Regions from separate parts of the Mus musculus genome. Here regions 1, 2, 3, 4, 5 and 6 are each linked to region 7. A link is a contact called in public HiChIP or PLAC-seq and promoter capture Hi-C data. All regions are on one chromosome and are shown on one strand. The core of a region is the stretch at or near the end of the contact, and the rest is flanking DNA. Distances in the headings are between cores, read along the strand shown.

Evidence for each region. Promoter capture Hi-C pulls out the DNA fragments that hold promoters and counts their contacts. HiChIP or PLAC-seq counts read pairs in DNA pulled down with a chosen protein or histone mark. Capture Hi-C pulls out chosen DNA fragments and counts their contacts.
Region 1: a contact with region 7 is called in an HNF4G HiChIP or PLAC-seq map of pancreatic cancer cells. The contact joins the promoter of Hyou1 here to the promoter of Phldb1 in region 7. A contact is called at or near these places in 1 of 484 Hi-C or Micro-C datasets (embryonic stem cells), 2 of 115 datasets of contacts at active chromatin or transcription factors (bone marrow-derived macrophages and pancreatic cancer cells) and 2 of 9 other capture datasets (adipose tissue and liver).
Region 2: a contact with region 7 is called in an H3K4me3 HiChIP or PLAC-seq map of bone marrow-derived macrophages, with 2.6 times the contacts expected there. The contact joins the promoter of Jaml here to the promoter of Phldb1 in region 7. A contact is called at or near these places in 1 of 39 promoter capture datasets (stem cell-derived epiblast-like cells), 1 of 115 datasets of contacts at active chromatin or transcription factors (bone marrow-derived macrophages) and 2 of 9 other capture datasets (liver and pancreatic islet).
Region 3: an HNF4G HiChIP or PLAC-seq map of pancreatic cancer cells shows a contact between it and region 7. The contact joins the promoter of Cbl here to the promoter of Phldb1 in region 7. A contact is called at or near these places in 2 of 39 promoter capture datasets (both in liver), 1 of 484 Hi-C or Micro-C datasets (the HL-1 cell line), 2 of 115 datasets of contacts at active chromatin or transcription factors (bone marrow-derived macrophages and pancreatic cancer cells) and 2 of 9 other capture datasets (adipose tissue and liver).
Region 4: a contact with region 7 is called in a promoter capture Hi-C map of adipose tissue. The contact joins the promoter of Slc37a4 here to the promoter of Phldb1 in region 7. A contact is called at or near these places in 3 of 39 promoter capture datasets (the HPC-7 cell line, cranial neural crest and neural stem cells), 1 of 484 Hi-C or Micro-C datasets (CD4 T cells), 14 of 115 datasets of contacts at active chromatin or transcription factors (the 230-238 cell line, DN3 thymocytes, bone marrow-derived macrophages and 11 more) and 3 of 9 other capture datasets (adipose tissue, liver and pancreatic islet).
Region 5: a promoter capture Hi-C map of stem cell-derived epiblast-like cells shows a contact between it and region 7, with 6 times the contacts expected there. The contact joins the promoter of Scn4b here to the promoter of Phldb1 in region 7. A contact is called at or near these places in 5 of 39 promoter capture datasets (embryonic stem cells and stem cell-derived epiblast-like cells), 1 of 15 datasets of contacts at CTCF or cohesin (embryonic stem cells), 1 of 484 Hi-C or Micro-C datasets (CD4 T cells), 7 of 115 datasets of contacts at active chromatin or transcription factors (T-cell acute lymphoblastic leukemia, effector CD8 T cells, embryonic stem cells and 1 more) and 2 of 9 other capture datasets (embryonic stem cells and liver).
Region 6: a contact with region 7 is called in a promoter capture Hi-C map of liver, with 2.8 times the contacts expected there. The contact joins the promoter of Nlrx1 here to the promoter of Phldb1 in region 7. A contact is called at or near these places in 1 of 39 promoter capture datasets (liver) and 1 of 115 datasets of contacts at active chromatin or transcription factors (craniofacial prominence).

The regions. Positions count from the first base shown.
Region 1 is chr9:44,378,101-44,380,800 of GRCm38.p6, reverse strand. It overlaps Hyou1 (hypoxia up-regulated 1), which reads right to left and starts at 1,311. Exons shown (of 26, transcript NM_021395.4): 1 at 1,206-1,311; 2 at 191-288. The coding sequence starts at 281.
Region 2 is chr9:45,077,757-45,080,536 of GRCm38.p6, reverse strand. It overlaps Jaml (junction adhesion molecule like), which reads right to left and starts at 1,354. Exons shown (of 11, transcript NM_001005421.4): 1 at 1,241-1,354.
Region 3 is chr9:44,232,557-44,235,490 of GRCm38.p6, reverse strand. Cbl (Casitas B-lineage lymphoma) reads left to right here and starts at 1,445. Exons shown (of 16, transcript NM_007619.2): 1 at 1,445-1,791. The coding sequence starts at 1,603.
Region 4 is chr9:44,397,015-44,399,810 of GRCm38.p6, reverse strand. Slc37a4 (solute carrier family 37 (glucose-6-phosphate transporter), member 4) reads right to left here and starts at 1,457. Exons shown (of 8, transcript NM_008063.3): 1 at 1,190-1,457; 2 at 330-562; 3 at 1-16. The coding sequence starts at 1,337.
Region 5 is chr9:45,137,232-45,139,949 of GRCm38.p6, reverse strand. It overlaps Scn4b (sodium channel, type IV, beta), which reads right to left and starts at 1,326. Exons shown (of 5, transcript NM_001013390.3): 1 at 848-1,326. The coding sequence starts at 908.
Region 6 is chr9:44,266,829-44,269,528 of GRCm38.p6, reverse strand. Nlrx1 (NLR family member X1) reads left to right here and starts at 1,342. Exons shown (of 10, transcript NM_001163743.1): 1 at 1,342-1,549.
Region 7 is chr9:44,733,748-44,736,447 of GRCm38.p6, reverse strand. It overlaps Phldb1 (pleckstrin homology like domain, family B, member 1), which reads left to right and starts at 1,250. Exons shown (of 22, transcript NM_153537.4): 1 at 1,250-1,323.

The DNA of each region.
Region 1 (2,700 bases), core at 62-2,561, 360 kb after region 7:
AATGTAGGTTTCTCTGTCAGTTCTCTGCTTCCCACACCCTCCTGCCTTCCTAAGGCAAATCAATGGAAGCAGCCTGCTTTCCATGGCAAAGACAAAGAAAAAGGCTAGATCCAGCAACCCCAAACTCGAGTAGGCACCTTGTGCCCTCTTATCCTTCCATTCTTCTTTAACACCTTAGCCAGGTACATACCGCTCAGTGCCAACAGGTCTGCCAAGAGGACAGCCACCAAGGCCCAACAGAGTAGCCTCCTTGGCCTCTGCCTTCTTACTGTGGCTGCCATTGTGACCCTAATGGGAAAGGAAAAACACTTGTAACTGGATGCTGAATGAAGAAGGAAACAGAACCACATCCCAGAACAGACAAGCTCAAAGATTCTTATCTGTTGCACTTTGGCAAAAAAGCACAGCAGCTCGACCTCTTCTCTTCCTTCCTGAGGAGTTTCAATCATTTTAAACATCCTCCCAAGTGTCTCACATTCGGGCCGAAGCAAAAGGGCCCTCCACCACTTACTTAGACAAATAAGAGTTGACCTTTTTTCGGTCTACGTACAGGTAAGCAATCGGCACACCACAGCACTGTACCTGTCAGACACCTGGAGCTTGGCCAGGACCCTCGAAATCGGCTCAAATACCTCACACCTGGGGTTCCCGGGTGGCCGGGAAAGCCAGGTTGAGCTTGGGCAGGAACTGGAAGGTGATGACGTTGGGGATGGCTGGCACAGAAGGGTTTGTCCCCTTCTCTGAATTCCCTGAGCATTGTCCAGCCCACCCTCCTTGCCCATCCCACTCCTGGGCCACGCTGCCTACGCAGACGTTGTGCAGGCTAAGGTTACAAGCCGGGTGGATGTTCACCTAAACCTCACCTGACGAAGGTGGAAGATCCCACTCCCAGAAATGGATTCAGGCCCACCCTGAGCGCGAGGGGGCAGCTCAGCGCCTGAACTTCAGGACCGAAGGGACCGGTGTCCGTGCGGCCCTCGCTCCGGCTACCGGCCCGCCCCCGAAGCTAGCACGCTGCCTCCCCTAGGAGCCGCGGCCCGACGGCTGCTCCATCCTCACCCCCGCTCCCTCTGGCCTTCAGCTCCTGTGTCCTTCGCTCCGGGATCAAGGCGGCGAGGACGTACCCACACGGCCAGCAGCACGACCCCAACCCCGGGCCCTTCACAACTCCCCTTCGTTTGCAAACTGTTACAGTGGCCACCAACCTCTCAGCGGCGTCTCGCGCACCAGCCGGCCCCGGACGCGGCGCACGCTCATTGGCGCCCCTGCCGCTCGGCCCTGCGCCGCGCACTTAGCACCGCCCACGAGACCCGGCGCGAGACCCCATTGGTCCACGTAGAAGACCCGCCCCTCTGCGGCCCCGCCCCTCGAGGACGCAGCTGGGCCTGAGTACCGGTTGGGACGAAACTGCCAGAGCTGGCTGCGGATTGGGCCACGTCACGGTTCGCGGCCGGGTTACTCCTCGCGGGACTTCTGCCAGCATCGGTGCCGGACGCTTCGATGCGGAACCCTAGCGGAACCCCGCGTGGGAGCAGGTGCTCTCGTGGATTGCGAAGTCCTTGGCCTTCTTCCGGTTACCTGGGGCATCCGCGCGACGGAATCATACTGAGCTGCATTCGCTGCGGCGACGCGGAAGAGGCGCATGCGTGTGCCCTGGACTTGGGCAAGATAACAGGGGACCACTCCAACTTTATGGGTTCATTGAAAAACCTAAGCCACAAGAATGATGTTCGCTGATGGGCCGGAGATAAACCGTGTTTGTGACGGATTGGCTTTAACTCTGAACCCCAATAGTACGAGAGACGATATTGCAAACTAAAAAATAAGACTTTAATTGGCTTGACCTTTGGTACCGTCATTGTTTCTTCTTAGGAATGGTTCAGGGCTGGGAAAATAGCTCAGAGATACAGCTCTTGTCTGGCGTAGTTAAGGCTCTGGATTCCATCAACAACACCGTTCAAAAATTAAGAAAAGAAATGAGTATTCGGGCTGGTGAAATGGCTCAGTGGGTAAGAGCACTGACTGCTCTTCCAAAGGTACGGAGTTCAATTCCCAGCAATCACATGGTGGGTGGCTCACAACCACCCATAATGAGATATGATGCCCTCCCTCTTCTAGTGTGTCTAAAGACAGTGTACTTACATATAATAATAAATAAATCTTTTTTTAAAAAATGAGTATTCATGTGATGTAAAGATTAGGAACGGACTGGTGGTGGTGGCCTTAATCTTAGCACTTGGGAGGCAGAGGCAAGCAGATCTCTACCTGCTTGAGGCCATCCTGGTCTACGGAGCAAGTTCCACAACAAACAACCAAGGCTACCCAGAGAAACTCTGTCTCAAAAACGAAACCAACCAAACACACACACTGCTACCCAGAGAAAAGATTTATAAATAAAAGTAAGTCCCCTGACACAACCTCCCACTCTTATCTGTAGCATGATATGTAACTTCCTGCTCATTATGATACACATATCTCTTTCTAGAAAAGTAACATTTTTCGAACAATAACAAAAAAAGCAATTATTTGCTATTTTTCAACTAAGAATTTTCTGTGTCAGTGGGATTTCCCTCGTTACTACTGTACAACATTGTGTACAACAGTGCATAATGTGGGCTTTATCTGCCAGTGATAGATGTGTAAGTTGTCGATTCTGTTGAGTTTCGCTTTTTTCATTTTGTGTGTGCTGTACACACATAT
Region 2 (2,780 bases), core at 105-2,604, 340 kb before region 7:
TCTCCAAAATTCTGAATTCTAAACACACACAAATGAAATCTTGGCTTTTAAAATCCCAGCAGACGTACTCAGAGTCGCCTTGCCTGTTAAGCTATCCTCCCTACCCTGCTCCCTTTCTGGGTACTGACTTAGCTCAGCAGACAACCTTCAGGTGATACCACACAGTCAGTCATTTCCCTTGCTGGCAGAGCATCTGACCCAAGCTCAAGGCTCCTCCACAGTGACTCCTGGCAAAAATCTCCTATCAGTCCTAGGGTGTGTGCAACCACCAGGAACTCTTTCCTACAATTAACAATGAATAGAAACTTTCCCCCTGGGTATAATTATGGCAGTGGAGGGAAGCTTCCGAAAAGAGACTTGTAACAATGAGAATGCCACACAGAATATGAAAATGGCCCTCAGATATGACAATATTGCAAGACAATGGGAGAGCGGGGACTGTCTCCTAGCCATTTGCCCCGGTAATAACCAAGACCATAAAATCAGACAACTGTGTGACATTCTTAAGCACGCCCCTCTCCGCTGCCATGCTAAGTCCCCTGCTCGTTCCTGTGCACTTTTGGGCTCTCAGAAATTTGTAAGTTCACAAGTCCTCATAGCCACCCTGCGTGATACAAACCTCTTGAAATATGCCCTTGACTTTCCCTCTAAGACCAAGTAATACAGATTGGGTGGAGGGGTGCTTCGTGGCTTCTGAAACACAACCTAGGTTACATGTACTCAGATGGGACCTTGGGAACATCCCTCCCTGTTCCCTCCAGCCCAGCATGCATCTAGTCACCATCCGGCCTGCATCTGCCTTTCTGGAGGCTATGTCAGGGTGTGATGAGTAAAGACAATAAATAGTCCGAGTCTCTTGGGAAACTGCCTTGGTGACGTATCCAGATCAGGGAGAAAACAGTGAGGTAGGAGTCCTGCCATGAGCTCAAAAGCAGTCACGATTCTGTCTCAAGCCATCGGCAACAGGAAAGCTAGACCTTCTAAACAACCCCGTCCGTGCTTACCACAAGCAAGGCTTACTTCTTTCTCTGAGAACCTTCACACAAAGTACACTACAGACACTAAAGCTGCACCTACTGGTCTACCTCACAGCAGCCCACCTGCAGAGACCGGGAATTCCATGCACGGCCTCCTCATCCTACAGCAATGCCCATCTCACCACCCTTCCTTTGAATGACAACTGGCCATCTCCTCAGAACAGCTCAAAGAACGGCTCACAGCACACAAAGTCACTGCTTACCCAAGATGACAGTGCCCAGGAAGAACAGTCCACCGCGATCTCCTGCCACAGCATCGCCCACACCAACTGAGAGACTTCTGCCAGCACAGGAGATCAGGCTCAAAGCAACACAGATGTGCATGCCTTCTGTGGTGGCTGCGGAAACAGAAACAGGAACCTCCCAATCAAGGCTCTCCATTCAATCATCTAGGTCACTGCTCAATTTGCATTTATATTTCCATTACTTTTAAATTATGGGTTTTTTTTTCAATTTTACAAATGGTATTCAATGTATTGTGATGGTCATATTCACCCTCATCACCCTCTCTTATTCCCAGTTCATCCCTGCTGATCCTCTTCCCAGCTAGTCCTATGCTTGCTTGTGTGTGTGTGTGTGTGTGTGTGTGTGGTGTCTGTGCATAGAGGGTGCACTGTGCACCTATGTGTGCCTGTGTATATGCATGCATGCATGTATACATGTGTGTGCCTGTGTGTACAGTGTGTGGGCATGCTACTGTGTGGTGTATGTACATGCATGTGCGCTGATGTGTGTATGTGGGGGTGATGCCTGTGTACATGTGTACATCTTTGCCTATGTGTGTGCCTGTGTGTGGTATGTATGTGAGCTTGAGTGTGCCTATGTGCCTGCAGTGTGTGTGTGTGTCCCAGTGTGTGTCTATGTGCATTGTTCATTTGTGTGTGTGTGTGTCCATGTGTGCCTGTGTATGTGCATATATAAGTCTTCTGCAGGTAGCCACAGCTGCTGTGTGGACATGATTACCAGGGCCATGTCCTATCCAGAAGCACGGCATCCCTGTCTTCTGGCTTTGACATTCTGCCTCCTCTTCTGCGATGTCCTGGAACCGTGGAGGGGTTGACACAGTTGTCCTACTTGCAGTATGTATAGTTTTTTTCTAGAAGGAAAGACTTGCAGCTCACTCAGGTGAGCCTCATATCTCAGGTCCCTGCAGATGTCACCTCCCTTCTGGATTACAAACTCTGCAAGCAAGATCTCAAATCAGCCAGGCCTAGTGGTGTATGCTGGACATCTCAGCACCCAGAAGGCTCAGGCAGGAGGAGCCAGCCTGGACTACACTGTGAACCCCTTATATCTAAACAACAACAAAACAACAACAAAAATCTTGACTGGCAAGAGGCATTTGCTGAGAAATCAGCTTTATGTAAATAAAGCACAATTACTTGGAGAATAGAAAACTTGAGGCTGTGTTTCGGACACAGAAGTTTCACTTCTTCTTCTCTTACTGTACAGATGCAGCCTGGCTGATTGATCACCTTTAGCTGCTTCCAGAGATTCCCCTGGCCAGTGCTCCGCCCACCATGTTGCTGTATAGGTTTCCTCCGACTGTGAGGGTTGCCATCATACAGAGAGCAAGCTGTTCTCCTAGCAGACCCTTTGAGTGGCTTGGCCATCTTGGGGAACAACTCAGGCCATCCTGAATGCCAGATCCTTCTCTTTTTCAATCATCCCTTCAGACTAAGCGTTCTTATACATACACATCCATCCCTTGTTCTATGGATTGACCCAGTAGAACAAAGCCTG
Region 3 (2,934 bases), core at 196-2,695, 500 kb after region 7:
ATTGACATGAAATGATAATACAGGTTCAAAAAGGTCTTAAAGATGACTGACTTGCAGCCGGGCGTGGTGGCGCACACCTTTAATCCCAGCACTTGGGAGGCAGAGGCAGGTGGATTTCTGAGTTCGAGGCCAGCCTGGTCTACAGAGTGAGTTCCAGGTCAGCCAGGACTACACAGAGAAACCCTGTCTCGAAAAAAAAAAAAAAAAATGACTGATTTGCAACCCAAAGTTGTGGGACTGAATAATTCTGGTGTTCAGAGACTGTTTTCTTTCTTCAAGTACTGGACAAGTTCAACAACCTACCAGCCAAAGGCTTGGTGGCAGAACTGAGTACTTAATGTCACCAAATGGTTTTGGAGCTAAAAAAATATTAGCAAACCAAGGTTGGGTACTTTCTTCTTCTTTGGAAAAGAAGTTCCTATTTTCAAAGTACTTCTAGTGAAGTCTGAAGATTAGGGAAGTGAAGGTGTCCGGGAGCTGAATTTCTGTTCCCTCCATGCAAGTGGCTCACAGCCTCTGTGGGCGGGGCCTCGTGCCGCCAGCGCATTCCGCTGAGCAATAGAATATCTTTAAAGTACATATTCAGTTCCCAGAAAAGGAATTGCTCTTCAGAAAGAAAAAGATCAAAAGGAAGTTACTTGTTTTAAAAAGGTTAAAAAGTCTGGAAGAAGCGCGTGAGACGCGAGTGTCCTTAACCTTAAACCTTTATGTGACTTAGTCTGCAAAAAGCTGCAGCAACTGAATTCCCAACCTTTGAGGGTTATAAATACCAAGGCGATTTTTAATCCCTGCGCTCGGGAGGTAGAGGCATGTGAATCTCTGTGAGTTCAGAGCCACCCTGGTCTACACAGCGAGTTCCAAGGCAGCCAGGGCTACATGGTGAAACAAGATGGTGGAATAGGGATATAGCTCAAGGTGGGGTACTTGTCTAGGATGTGTGAGGTCGTAGGTTCAATTCCAATCACCACAAAAATAAAAACACTAAGGGGAAGAAAACGAACTTTGGCTTTCTTTTTCCATCTTTCCACAAGATGAGGCAGATAACTCGAAGCTCAATATCCACATTTAGAAGACTCCTTCCATCCCTACCCGTCTTAATCCGAGCACAGCCATGACTCAACTCCCGGAGGCAACAAGCCCAGGCCACAACGAACATGGACGGCCAGGCTTCTCTTCTGCCTAGTGCGCAGGTTCTACCTTGGACCCCACCTCTTTCCTTCCATTCCTCTCTTCTCCAGCAGAGGGCGCAGGCACTGAGTTTTCTTTGGGCTCCGCCCCGCCCGTCCCAGTGGGTCAGGGCGGGAGCAGTGGGCGCGGAAACTTGGTCGAGGCTTTCCGGGAGCCGCGGGGCACGCGGGTGCACGCGAGCTCGTGCGCGCGTTGGGGGTCGCCGCGGCGTGCCGTGCTTGCCCGTCTCCGGCGCGCGCCCCCGCGTTGCGCCGGCCGCGCTCGCGCCCGCGCAGGGGCGCGCCTCAGGGCGGGCGCCTCCCTCTCACTCCCTGGGCTGCGAGCGCCGGCGGTGGTTGCCGGAGAGGCCCCTCCTTCTCGCCCGGCTCCATTCCCTCGCTCGCGGCCGAGCGGGCTCCCGACCCTCCGCTGGCCATGGCCGGCAACGTGAAGAAGAGCTCGGGCGCCGGCGGCGGCGGCTCTGGGGGCTCGGGAGCGGGCGGCCTGATCGGGCTCATGAAGGACGCCTTCCAGCCGCACCACCACCACCACCACCTCAGCCCGCACCCTCCCTGCACGGTGGACAAGAAGATGGTGGAGAAGTGCTGGAAGCTCATGGACAAGGTGAGCGGCCTGCGGGCGCGCGCGGCGCCGGGTGGGCGTGGGCGGTGGGGCGCCAGGGAGGGCTGCCGTTGGCAGTTGGGAACGTTGAGGTGTGGGGGAGCCAGACAAAGATGGGGTGGGGGCTGGGGGAGGGCTGGTCACCGCGCCACCCGGGCGGAAGTGCGATGGGGGTGCGGAGCTTGGGGATGTGGGTCGTCGAGTGAGCCCCGGGAGGTGGGCCTGGGGTGCTGGGGGTGGGATGTGTGTTGGATCTGCCGGCTACGGCTCCGGGTTTGGAAGAGGAGTCGCCCTGGGTGAGGGACTTGGGTTCAGGAGGCGGCCCGGCTGACTGCGGTCAGGGTGAGCTTATAGTTTTTTCTCATTAAGATGTAGCACACAGATCAAAGAAAAAGAGGTGGGTTTAAATGGGGGCAGGGAAGGAAGGAACTTCCCTTCTCCGCTAAGGATGGCTTAAGTTTTTGTCTTGCAAAGTGTTGGATGTAATCCATCGCTGCTGCTGAGATAGGCACTGGTTAAACCACAAGTTCTGGTTAGAACCATTATCTTTCGAAAGGTGGACTGACTGAGCGTGCTGAATTAATAGTCTGACTTCTACAGAACTTCCTGCTTGCTCTCGGTGCTTTTCGCTGGGCTGTAGTGTTTGATTTTTGTAACGGGCCTACCTGCTTATTATTTAAGACCCCTTTGATAGCCATTATAAAATCAGGTGCGGGGGTGGGGTTGCCTATGGTTAGCCCTTTAAGTCTGTCAATCAGGAGAATCTTACTTCCTTACAGTTGAGCCTGTATAATGTAGTCTTGTAGTTGGCCCCAGTACTTAAACGTGAATACACAATCTTGTCTTAACATTTTGTTGGAAGTCAGTGCTCTGTTTCCTTAACTCTTACCACAGTTATTATTTTTTTCAACATTCCTACTGCAGATAAATGTGATTAGGAGGCCCCGGCATGTAAGTGAATGGTGTTATTTCCTCCGGAGTAAATTTGGTTTTCTTTGGTTCCTCTCTGGGCCTAGGTTCCTCTTCTGTAAAGTTCTCTATGGGTTGTTTTGGACTAGAAACAGCCAATAAAATGATTATGAAGCACTTGGCCAATGTAACTGCTATATAAATGCTTAATAAGTCTTGTGTGAGAATTAACACTCT
Region 4 (2,796 bases), core at 208-2,707, 340 kb after region 7:
GGGATGGCTCAAACCACTGTGAGGCAGAGGGGAACAGAATAGGTGCCTGGCTTAGAGGCCACACAGAAGGAGCAGCTCGAGTGTGGCAGACCTAGACACTCACATTACAGGGATGAGGGAAGAGTGCTTCTACTTGGCGGAGCCCAGTCCCTCGTCTGCCACCCGATCCCACCACCCTCAGGCTCCTAAAATATCCCAACAGCAGCAGGAGCTGGCAGGGAACTCCTAAGGAACCTGCTATGGGTTAGGGGTGGAAGGGTTGTGTAAGAAGAGGTGCTCCCAAGTGCCCACTGGGTGCCCTCCCCCTCAGGCTCATCAGATGCACTCACCTTCCTCAGGATCTTCCCACAGGGGGGCCAGCCCAGCCCCTGTGCCAGACCATTAAGAAACCAAAGAGCAGCAAAGGCTGACACTGTGGAGCTCCATGAGAAGACTACGTTGACCAGACCAACCAGGAGCAGCCCAGAGGAGAAGAGCCAGCGGGCGCTCATCTGATCTGACAGAACCCCGCTCACAAACTTGCTGATGGCGTAGGCTGCCGACTGGCTGCTTGTGATGAGCCCTGCAGCGAAGGGGAGCAGGGAGCAGGACACCTGAGGGGTTAGGGACAGGGCAGAGGCACAGGAGGGGCGGAGGAAGGTAAGGGGTCAGGTGTGTACAGGTGCCTGGCAGGGTGAGACAGGTTCCTTCCCGGATTTGACACTCTCCTGCCTGCTGAGCCGTGCATCACAGGCCCAGGCTGACTTGGACCTTCTCAGCCTCTTGGATTTCTTTCTTTCTTTACCCCTGGAATATGCAGTTCCCACCTCACTCTGAATGCTCGCCAAAAGCCCAAACACGTCTGAATGCGAAGGACTCTAGAGTCAAAGATCTTATTCCCCCTGGCAGGTAGCACGCAGGACACATCAAATCATGGTGCTACTCTCCCAGTGTTCACCGTGACCTGCAGGTGCAGCATGCACGAACAGGTGTGAAAACCTTGCTACCCGCTCCCAGTAGCACCTCCTGGGCACGTGTGGGTGCCAGGCATATACACCGGCTAAGCACTGGTTTCACATGTACACCCACACCCAGGCACATGGAGCTCAGCCTCTCCACCTGATACAAGCTTGAAACCCCCCATGCTTGGACAAACCATACTCCAAATGGTGTATCCCACAGCCCACCACCCTGCCCTTCCATGGCTTACCCAAATCGTCCTTGTCCAGAGCGATCTCATCCACCAAGGAGGGCATGACAAAGGAGAAGGTTTTGCGGTTGAAATAGTACAGGCTGTAGCCTCCAAACATGGCCGCAAATATGACAGTGCGATAGTAGCCGTAGCCTTGGGCTGCCATGGTAGAAAAAGCTGGCCCTGCTGGCCCACTCCAGTACTTCTGACCACAGATTCTTGACTGCTCCTGCTTGCAGCTAGCTCTCTTTAGTGCCTGGATCTGCTGAGCTGTGTTTTTCTGTGCGCTTTCTCTCTCCTCCACCCAGGCTCTTTATAGCCGCCTTCTGGACAATCATTAAGCCTGGGGCAGCAACCAGGGAACCCAGTGTCCTGAGAGAGACAAGAAAACAGGTTACTGAGAGCCAAACCGGGGGAGGAGAGGGTCCCCAGGACTGCTTGCCCTTCCCTCCTTTCCCAAGTCTTCTTGCCTGTGAAGCCAGCTGTGATTAAAGGCTCAGCCTAATTACTTTTGTCTGCACAAGCCCAGGGGAGGCTCGGGTAGGATGAGCAGAGCAAGCTCTCAGTATAGCCCTACTCCCTTGGTCAATGAACTTTCTCATTCTCTCAGGTTCCTTTGCGGTGCCAGGCTGCCGGACATTGTGAAAGGCACTAGATCGGTTCCTACCCCCCAGGTTCATTCAATCAACCACATACCTTAAAAACAACCCCACACCCACTGCTGAGCCTTCACCAAATGCTTAGCACACAATGGAGTACAGTTTCCTAATAGGTATCCCCTTCATTGGGGGATATATTTCTTGAACTCCTCATGGTGGTAGGGAACAGCGCATACACTTTCCTTATACACACAGTGATAAAAGGTAGATACATAAATTAGACCTAGTAAGTAAATAGTAAAACACAATGAGGCACCATAGTAAAAGTTTCTTAAAGCCTATCGTTTATTTCTGGAATTTCCCATTCTCCTTTTTCCACTAAGGCTGGCCTCTGTCACTGAAATGTGCAAGGAACAACAGTAGGTAAGGAGCGAGATAACTGCAGTAGTTGCAAAATTAAACGGGGGGACAAGCCCCTCAGTTCACCCTGCAATGACACGCAGAAGGCGCGCCTAGGGCTTAGGTCTGGATGAGACCCCCTTGGAACTGCCTCTGGATCCCTATTACCCTGCGACATCAGTAGGGGGTCCGTACTGCGGGGCTGTGGGTCCCCGAAGCACGCCACCGCAGCTTTCTGCTCCGCTGCACAGCCGCTGGAGCACAAGGCGTAGGCGAGAGAAGCCGCACGTAGCCTCGGGAGGCCCCTCGCTCTGGCAGCCTAGGCTCTGCCAGTCAGGATGGGCAGGCGGCGCCGCTTGCCACCTGCCGAGCACCCCGTGTCCTCAAGCCACCCGGGACACCCGACTCCTGGCTGGGAACTGCGGGTCCTGGGGACAGGAGCAAGAGAGCTGCGGAGACTGTGCGCTGCAGCCACGAGGGCACCGCATCTGCAAGAGCGCTGTCCCTGGGCCGTGGAACTGTCGCCATCCCGGAAGGGCAGTCACCCGGACAGCCTCCGGCGTAGTCGGAAGTCAGGGGAGCCCCAAGGTCCCAGACTTGCCCTCTAGTCCCGCCCTCACTGACGCC
Region 5 (2,718 bases), core at 77-2,576, 400 kb before region 7:
CAGGAAGAGGCACAGGTGCCAGAGACGGAGTCAGCTTACATTGGAAGTCAGGCTGTGTAGAAGATTAGATTCTGGTCTGGACTAATAAATACCATTGCTTAATCTCTTGGAGTTTGACACTCAAAACCATCATGTGAATATTAATAGATAGCCATAAGAGTCTATACCCTCTGTGTCCTCTGGGCCTGACTCCTCTCTCTTCCCAGCCTTCCCCAAAATGAAAAGCCAGTAGCAAGCCAAACAGGTCTTTCCCCAAAGAAACCCTTTAAAGGAAGAGGGACAAGGACCTTCTGAAAAGGTGGCCTTTGAGTGGTCCTCTGGGTTCTTCTAAGTCCTTCCAGCATTTGAAAGAGTGGCAATGGACACCAGAAAGGAAGAAGTGGGGAGAACCTGGCGAAGAGTCGGGAGGGAGACCCTCGTCCCCCATTGGAGCATTTCCTGCTGCCAGGGAAGCAAGCAAGTCAATAGTACTAGGCAAGAGCGGCAGACACCGCTACACCTGCAAACTCCCTGGAGCCCCCACACTCAAGGCAGTAGACACCCCAGCCCCCACCCCACCAGCATGCCTTAACTCCGGTCTCAGGAGGATTTCCCTGCTGCAGCTCCAACACCTAGCTCCAAAAGGCATCAAAGAAAGCAAGAAACTCACTGCCCGGGTGGCAGGGGTTGGGGAAAATGCACAAGGTTCCCAGGGAACATAGTCTTAAAGCTAAGGGTCCGGAGGAAGACCGGCATCCCAATCATTTGGTGCCACCTTGTCTAAGGCACTTCTCTTCACCTCCTTCAGGATGGGGTGGGGTTAAGAAAGAGGCGAGAGAGAGAAATGACAAAGCTGGGGCTATCTTACCCAAAAGCCCAGTGCCCAGCCATCTCGCCTGAGTATTGCCTCGGTTCCCAGCCCGGGACATGGTCCTGTTCTCTCTGGAGCGCTCCGGGGGCTTGGGATGGAATAGTGGGGACAGCCGGGCTCTCCACCCGAGGTCGTCTGTGGGCCCCGCAGCTGCCAGGGGAGCTCCGAGCCGCGGGTCGGGGCTCCGGAAAGTTAGCCGCGAGAGAGCGAGACGAGGGGGAGACCAAGGAGGGGGAGGCGCGCCCGCCGCCTCTTGGAGCCGGCTGCAGGAGCCGGGGCTGGAAGGGGGAGGAGGAGCCGGAGCTGAAGGGAGGACGCCGGGGCGAGCGGCACTGCGATGCGCCTCTGCTCTGGAAGCGCTCCAGCCGCAGGAGGGGCGGCGTCCCCGTCGGTTTCGCACAGTGCCCGTTGCGCCGTGTATCACGGCCGTAGGGTCCAGCCTGGGCAGCCCTCTTCCTCTCCAGCGGGACGGGAATGCTGCGGCTTGGCACTGCAGGGCCAGCCCGCAGACGCCCGCATCATCCCAAGCGCCGAGCTGCCAATTAGGAGAAGAGTTCACGGGGGAGTAGAGGTGGAGCTTTTAGGTTTGTTGGAAGGCTGTTTTTGTTCCGCTCAGAGAACACGAGTAAGGGCAGCGGCTGCCTCTCCGGGGACCGCCGGGAGGACATCCGCAGCGGGCGCTGCCGCAGCCGGTGGGCGTGTGCCGGCTTGCCCGCTGCGGACGACCGGTACAGCCCTGAACCAACACGCGTCGCCTCCAGCCGCGCCGCTCATTCGCTCTGCGGATGGCTTTTAGGCTGTGGCAAACCTAGTTTCCCCTGCAAAGTCTCCTGCACGCCGCCCACCAACCCATTTCTGCACAGACTCTTTGCTTCTTAGAGGGTTGGCAGGCAGTCACTTGGAGACAGCGTGCTTTGCCCCCAGCGCGGGGAGGCGGGGGTGGGGAGGCAACCGTAAACACCAAGAAGGTCCCCCCTCAAGACCTCTAGTCAACTACTCAAGCTACCCTCCAGGACAAATCCTCCTCACTGTCCGGAGACCAGTTAAACCTTGGAAATACACCCTCCACCTCGCCACACCCTCCACCCATCTTCCAACCCGGAGTTCCTGAAAGGCTTCAGCGCCATAAGAGACCATTGAGGTTGTATACAGAATGTTAACTGTCTGCGGGGAGAACCTTGTTTTCTTTTGCTTCGTTGGTTGTCATGGTAGTTGAACAGCTCTGATGCCCTGTGTTTGCTGCTGGAGAACTCTGAACAAAGCACACAACTTTTCTGGAGAATTCTGCTGTCTGCTGGATGGTGACCCCATGATATTTACCTCCTGATGCAAAATAGCATCATCCTCAATGCTAGGCAACAGGGAGGGCAGCCCTGGGCTCCTAGTTTTAGGGGACCTCATGCTAGCCCATGAGTCCAGGGAACACACCTCCTCTGAGTTCTAAAGGGTTCTGGGGATCCAAGAATCTAGTGTTTCCCCTAGGGGTTGCTGAGTTGGACTCCTCTTGGATAAGTTTGATAAGCAGGTGGGTGGTTCCTGAGTGGAACCCCAGTCGCTGCAGGACCAGTCACAAAAGCAAGATGACTGGGGAAGAGTCTGAAAAGAAATCCCATCTTCTAGGCCACCATGGAAAAGCAGTCAGAGGCCGAGGATGGGAGATAAACTTTACTTAATGATCCTGAGTTGCTGTTCCTGCTGTCATTGCTGTAGTGGTGGTGGTTTTGAGACAGGAGTTCTCTGTGTAGCCCTGTAGGCCAAACTGTCCTGGAACTCAGAGATCGCCCTGCCTCTTCTTCCCCTTCCTGAGTGCTGGGATGAAAGGTGTTCTCCACCACGCCTCTATCCTGATTTATTACCTACATTGAGAC
Region 6 (2,700 bases), core at 93-2,592, 470 kb after region 7:
CACTTGGAAGGCAGAGGCAGGTGGATTTCTGAGTTCAAGGCCAGCCTGGTCTACAAAGTGAGTTTCAGGACAGCCAGGGATATACAGAGAAATCCTGTCTCGAAAAACCAATAAATAAATAAACAAATAAACAAACAAATAAATATGTGTATGGGTATTTTGCATGCATGTGTATTTGTGTACCATATACATGCAGTGCCTGAAGAGGCCAGAAGAGGGCATCAGATCCACTGAGAATGGAGTTACAGATGGTTGTGAGCTGCTGTGTAGATGCTGGGAATGGAACCCAGGCCCTCTGGAAGAGCAGCCAGTGCTCCTAACGGCCGAGCCATTCTCCAATCTTAGAAGAACATCTCTTAAAATGCAAATATGCCCTTTTCCATGCTGCCCAGTGACTTTTTTCATTCTGACTTTTTAACAGCCAGTTCAAATGTCAGAGTCTCTGCTAGAGGCAGGTAGTAATTTTCCTAATAGTTTGCCTCGACTTCTGAAGAAATTCATTGTCAAGTATGGTGGGTCCCTGCATGACTTGCTCTGCTTGGCAGCCCAGGGTGAATGTTCAGTACTGGCCTAACACCACACATGGAATAAATGGACAATCGCCTAGATAAAATTATCACCATTGGCCTTCTGTTCCTATGGAGGGTAGACCACAAAAGCCTCTTCCCAGCCGGCCCTGAGGAGCCTCTCTCTCTGAGTTCTCTACTTCATGTCTGTTCTTTGCACATTGCACACCAGTGTTTGCATGTGGAGGCGTTCCTTGTTTGAAGGTCACTGTCAGCTTGGTTACGAGAACCTTGGGTGTTCCTTGAATGGAAGGGATGAGGGTTGGGGTTTTTAGAACACGGAAGTCCCAAGGCTAAAACCATGACGGGATGTCAGACAGGAAGAACAGGTTGGAGAAGGAAGTTATCTGTCGGTACCCATTCTTCCTTCCTGGCCAAAGTGGTCAGAGGCCCCCCTCTAGAGTCTTGGGACTGAATAACACAGAAGGGGAGGATCCAAGAAGGGCTGTCTTCTGCCTGGAGGTAAGCTACGTTTGTGAGCAGGAAGGGAAGTCATTATGCTCTGGGGATGAGTACCTAAGTGTAAGGAAGGCCTAGACCGGAGCTTTTCTTCTGAATCATCTACTTCCAACAGGGACGACCTGCGCCCGAGTCATTTTCTCTTCCACGCTTCCGTGTCTTCATCTGTAAAATGGGCTTCATCAAGTCCAGACTTGGAGGTGGATGAGGTCATCGGCTGGGCCTGACGCTTGGGAACCTGCAGGGGGCAGTACGGGAACCTGGGCCCTGGGAAGACCGGGTGGGGCCGGAGTCTCCGCCCCGCGCCAGCACCCCATTCCCCCTTCTGCGGGTCTTTGCTCAGTGCCCTCCAGTGTCCAGACCGGGCGGGGTGCCAGAGTGGGCCGGGCTGCGCGCTGGCTGGCGGGCGGAGGCGGCCTAGACGCGCCGTGCCGAGCGAGCCGGGGAAGCTCGGAGCCAGCGGGAGACGCAGGCCTCCTTCCCTCCGGGCCACGGCGACGGGCACCAGGGCCTAGGCAACCTGGGTAAAGGCCTAACTGGGTCGATCGCTCCTCCGGCCCCCGGCTGGACGGCTGCGCTGGGCCCCGGAAGCAAGAGCCGGGCAGCTGGGTCGCGGGAGCGGGCAAGTGGCACTGGGGATTCTGCCGGAGCTTGGGCGCTGAATACAGGCCTACTGGCAGCTTCACTTTGCCCCCCCGCCCCCAAGCCAAGTGGAAGTGGGAAAGCTATTTGGGACCCAGTTTGGTGGAAAAGCTCCGCAACTTCTGTTGCATTCCTTCTTTTGATTAGTGCCATGACAACTGCTCGATTAGAGAATTATCCTAGACCCTGCACGTCTTATCTTGACTCAGTGGACCTGGGGCTGATTGATGTCAATCCTGGGATTTGTCAGGTTTTCAGGACCTTTCTCTAATCCCCAGGTCTCCTGTTTCCAGCCCACTCAAGACCTCAGCCAGCTCCTGCTCTGGCTAGTTGTGCTCAGTGCAGCCTCTTCCTAAGTTTGCTTCCCTTCTGCCCTAGCGGCAGTGAGGGAGGCCACGCCAGCCTAGCCACATATGCATGTCAAGGAGCTGTGGGATGGGGTGGGCCAGAATAGACTCCTTGGGAAAGAGTACCTTGAGCAGTATCTTCAAAGAGTGTCTGGGATTCTGATAAAGTAAATGCTAACCAAAGTATAGGGACTGAGTTAGGAAGGTGAGAGCAAGAATCCAATAGTAGTCTTGGAGGATGAGGTGTGGGCTGGGGGCAAACCTGGAAAAATAGCTTGTGTGGGCCTGGGTTTCATAGCTGTCAAGTAGCTTAGGAGTTTAGGGAGCTGATTTCTGCAGGGGATGAGGGAGTGGAATAGGCCAACAGTGGAGGCACAGAGGACTTGAGGAAGTAGGGTTTTGTAAGGTCTGGAAGGATCTCTCTGAAATGATGAAATGAAGAGGCTGGCAAAAACCAGTAGGGAGAGATCTGTAAGACTGCCACCGCTGCCTGTGGGGGAAGGCTTCGAATAAAGAGCAAGGGAATAGTGTGTGAATCCAGGGCTTGGGGGAGCTCTGCCACAAAGTAAACAGAGGAGGGGGGCTGACGAGGCCAGGTTGGCATGGCTGAAGTGTGAGGCAGAGGCGGCACATCCTTGTGTCAAGCAGGAAGTTCATTCACACATCCATTTATTATTTATGCCAGC
Region 7 (2,700 bases), core at 1-2,500:
CATTCCTGAGAGAGAGAGAGAGAGAGAGAGAGAGAGAGAGAGAGAGAGAACACAGAACAAAAGCCACTGGAACAGAACTGGGTTTGTCCATTCCAAAGAGGACTTTCATTTTAAATTTTCTCCAACCCATCCCATCTGGACCTTAAGCCAGACTTGGGGGCTTCCTGCTTGTTCCTTCACTGAGGAAAAGCCTCTGCCAATCCTTTAGTGCAGGTTAAAGAGGCCCAGTCTAGTCTGAGTTCAGCTCCCATGAGGCCTCCCAGCCGTCTCCTGGGGCAAGAGCAGGCTTTGCAAGGTGCGGCTACACTGTCAGCTTGGATTTCGGGGTGCGGGTTGGACTGCTGAATGACTTCGCCAGGCTGGGCTTATAGACTGCCCCCCTCCCTCTTTTCTTCCTCAAACTCCCACTCTTCAGCCAACCTGGTGTCTTTCTACCCTGCCTCCAGCTCCAGCTGCAACCCAACAATTCTTTAGTGGAGGTGAATGGACAGAGGCAAAAAGGCCGGCTCCATTCAGCTTTCCTGGGTCCTGTGGTTTGCACCACACTTTTTTGTTTGTTTTTGTTTTTTGAGACAGGGTTTCTCTTGTGTAGCCCTGGCTGTCCTTGAACTCATTCTGAGACCAGTCTGGTCTCGAACTCACAGAGATCCACCTGCCTCTGCCTCCCGAGTGCTGGGAAAAAGACCACCATCATTTGGCTTACAGCACACTTTCAACGGACCTTGCCTTCACGTTCATTTCTGAAGCATGGTGTGCAATTATTAAATCGACAACTCTCTATGGTGGGGCTTGGAACAGCAAAGGGTAGGGGCTGACCTGGGTGCCCTCAGTTGATGTTCTGAAAGGAAATTGAGCATCTGTGGTAGGGCTGCGCTAGGACTCATGGGGAGTCAGGGGACGATTCAGGCATCTTGGGTAGGCGGAGGTAAATAAAGAAGTGCTTCGAGGCCCAGAGTGGAGGGTGGTCTAGGAGGGTCGGAAGGGGAGGGTGAGAGGAGAGTTTGCACGGTGGTGGCCCTGGTGGTGGTGGTGGAAAGCCCAGCTGTACAGATGAACAAAGCGGGCGCTGTGCAAGCGGGGGAGGTGCTGCTGTGGGAAAAGCTGGGTGGGGGCCTTGGGCTCCAGCACCACAAGGGCGTCTTCTCTAGCTGGCCAGGCGGACAGGACGGGATGGGGGCGGGGACTCAGGGAAGCGGGGCGGGACAGTCTCCCTCTCCTCCTACTCAGCTGGCTCCAGGGGAAAAGCAACAGAGTCTTCGCCAGCCTGAGGCCGCCGCGGCCCACTTGGGCAAAGGGGCCGGTGTCCCCCCAACTCCCCACAAGGTAAGCGTGCCCCTCCCACTATGCCTCGGGGTTCCATTCGCCGTCTGGCTGAGTCTACAGAAGGGAAAGTCCCCGGGACCAGACGAGACCAGTCTGGCCCAGCGAACTGGGTAGAAAGGTGCGGAAAAAGGGGGCCATGCCAGGTGAGTGCGTTGGCGGAAGGGGCTTTGTGGGCCGCCCTCGGCGAACTGCTTGCTCTTGCCCTCCTGAGTCGTTGCCAGCGCCACCGCCAGAGGGGGCCCTGGTATTAAGTGGAGGAATTCCCCCCCCCCAAGTCTTGCGGGATCTAGATCCTCCTGTGGGCACCCCGATGGCCAGTATCCCACACTTGCAGTCTCGGGTTGGGTACGCGCGCGGGACCTTGTCTACAGCATCGCACATGGTTCCTCTCCACATCAGCAGGACCACAGGAAGGGGGATCCCCTAGGCGTCTCCGCTCTTGTCCTCGTTCCAGCTGCCTGGATGGACTCAAAAAGATGTGGAGTTCAACTCTGAGGCGTGGGAGGGAGTCAGGGAGGGATCCTGGGGTTTCCATGTCTAGGGTCTCCTGGGCACTTTTCCAGGACCCCCGTTATCTATGAGGGTCCCCGGCGACCTGGGATGACTGAGCCGTTGGCTCCCGCTCCGCCTCCGCGGTCTGGATCCAAAAACAGCGCGGAGTTCCCCAGCCGAGGTCGAGCGCCGTCATCGGACTCCCCCGGGATGGGGAAGCGAGGGTAGGCGGCTGGGTGGGGTCGTGGGGCGCGGGGTTGCCCTGGCGCCGCGGACGCTTCCGCCCAGGCCAGCGCAGCGGGGATTTGGCTCGCGACTGCGCGGCCCGGCGGGGGACCCAGTGAGCCGGGGTGGGGCTGCATTCTGGGCCCGTTAGCTCAGCGGTCCCGGAGGCTCCCGGAGACTGACTCATCGCACTTCGGGCTCACTCCACAGCGGTCACACAAACAGAACTGGCCACTAACACGGGCGTCCGCACAGCTCCCACGCACAGCATCCCACGCCTCACCTCCGCGCACCCGCAAGACACGTCACACCGACAGTCCAGTGTCACCCCACGGGTGCACACGTGAATCCTCACATGGGCCTCGACTTCACACACTTAGTCCGCTTCACACCACGCACTCCACGCGCTGGGAAGGGTCGCCCGGGAAGACTGCTCCACTCACGCAACCTCCCCGCACGCACGCACCTCCCTCCACATGCCAGCCCCCTTCCTGCAGCTGCGAGGCCGCCCCCTTTCCCTGCTGTGCAAACAAGCGACTTTTTCTCTCTCTGCCCTGCTGAAGAAAGGCCGCTTGTCCCCGGGGCCGGACGGGCGGGGCTGCCGCAGCAGGCGACCCAACACTGCTGCCTTGTCCCACCCGGTGGCCTGGGGAGGGCCGA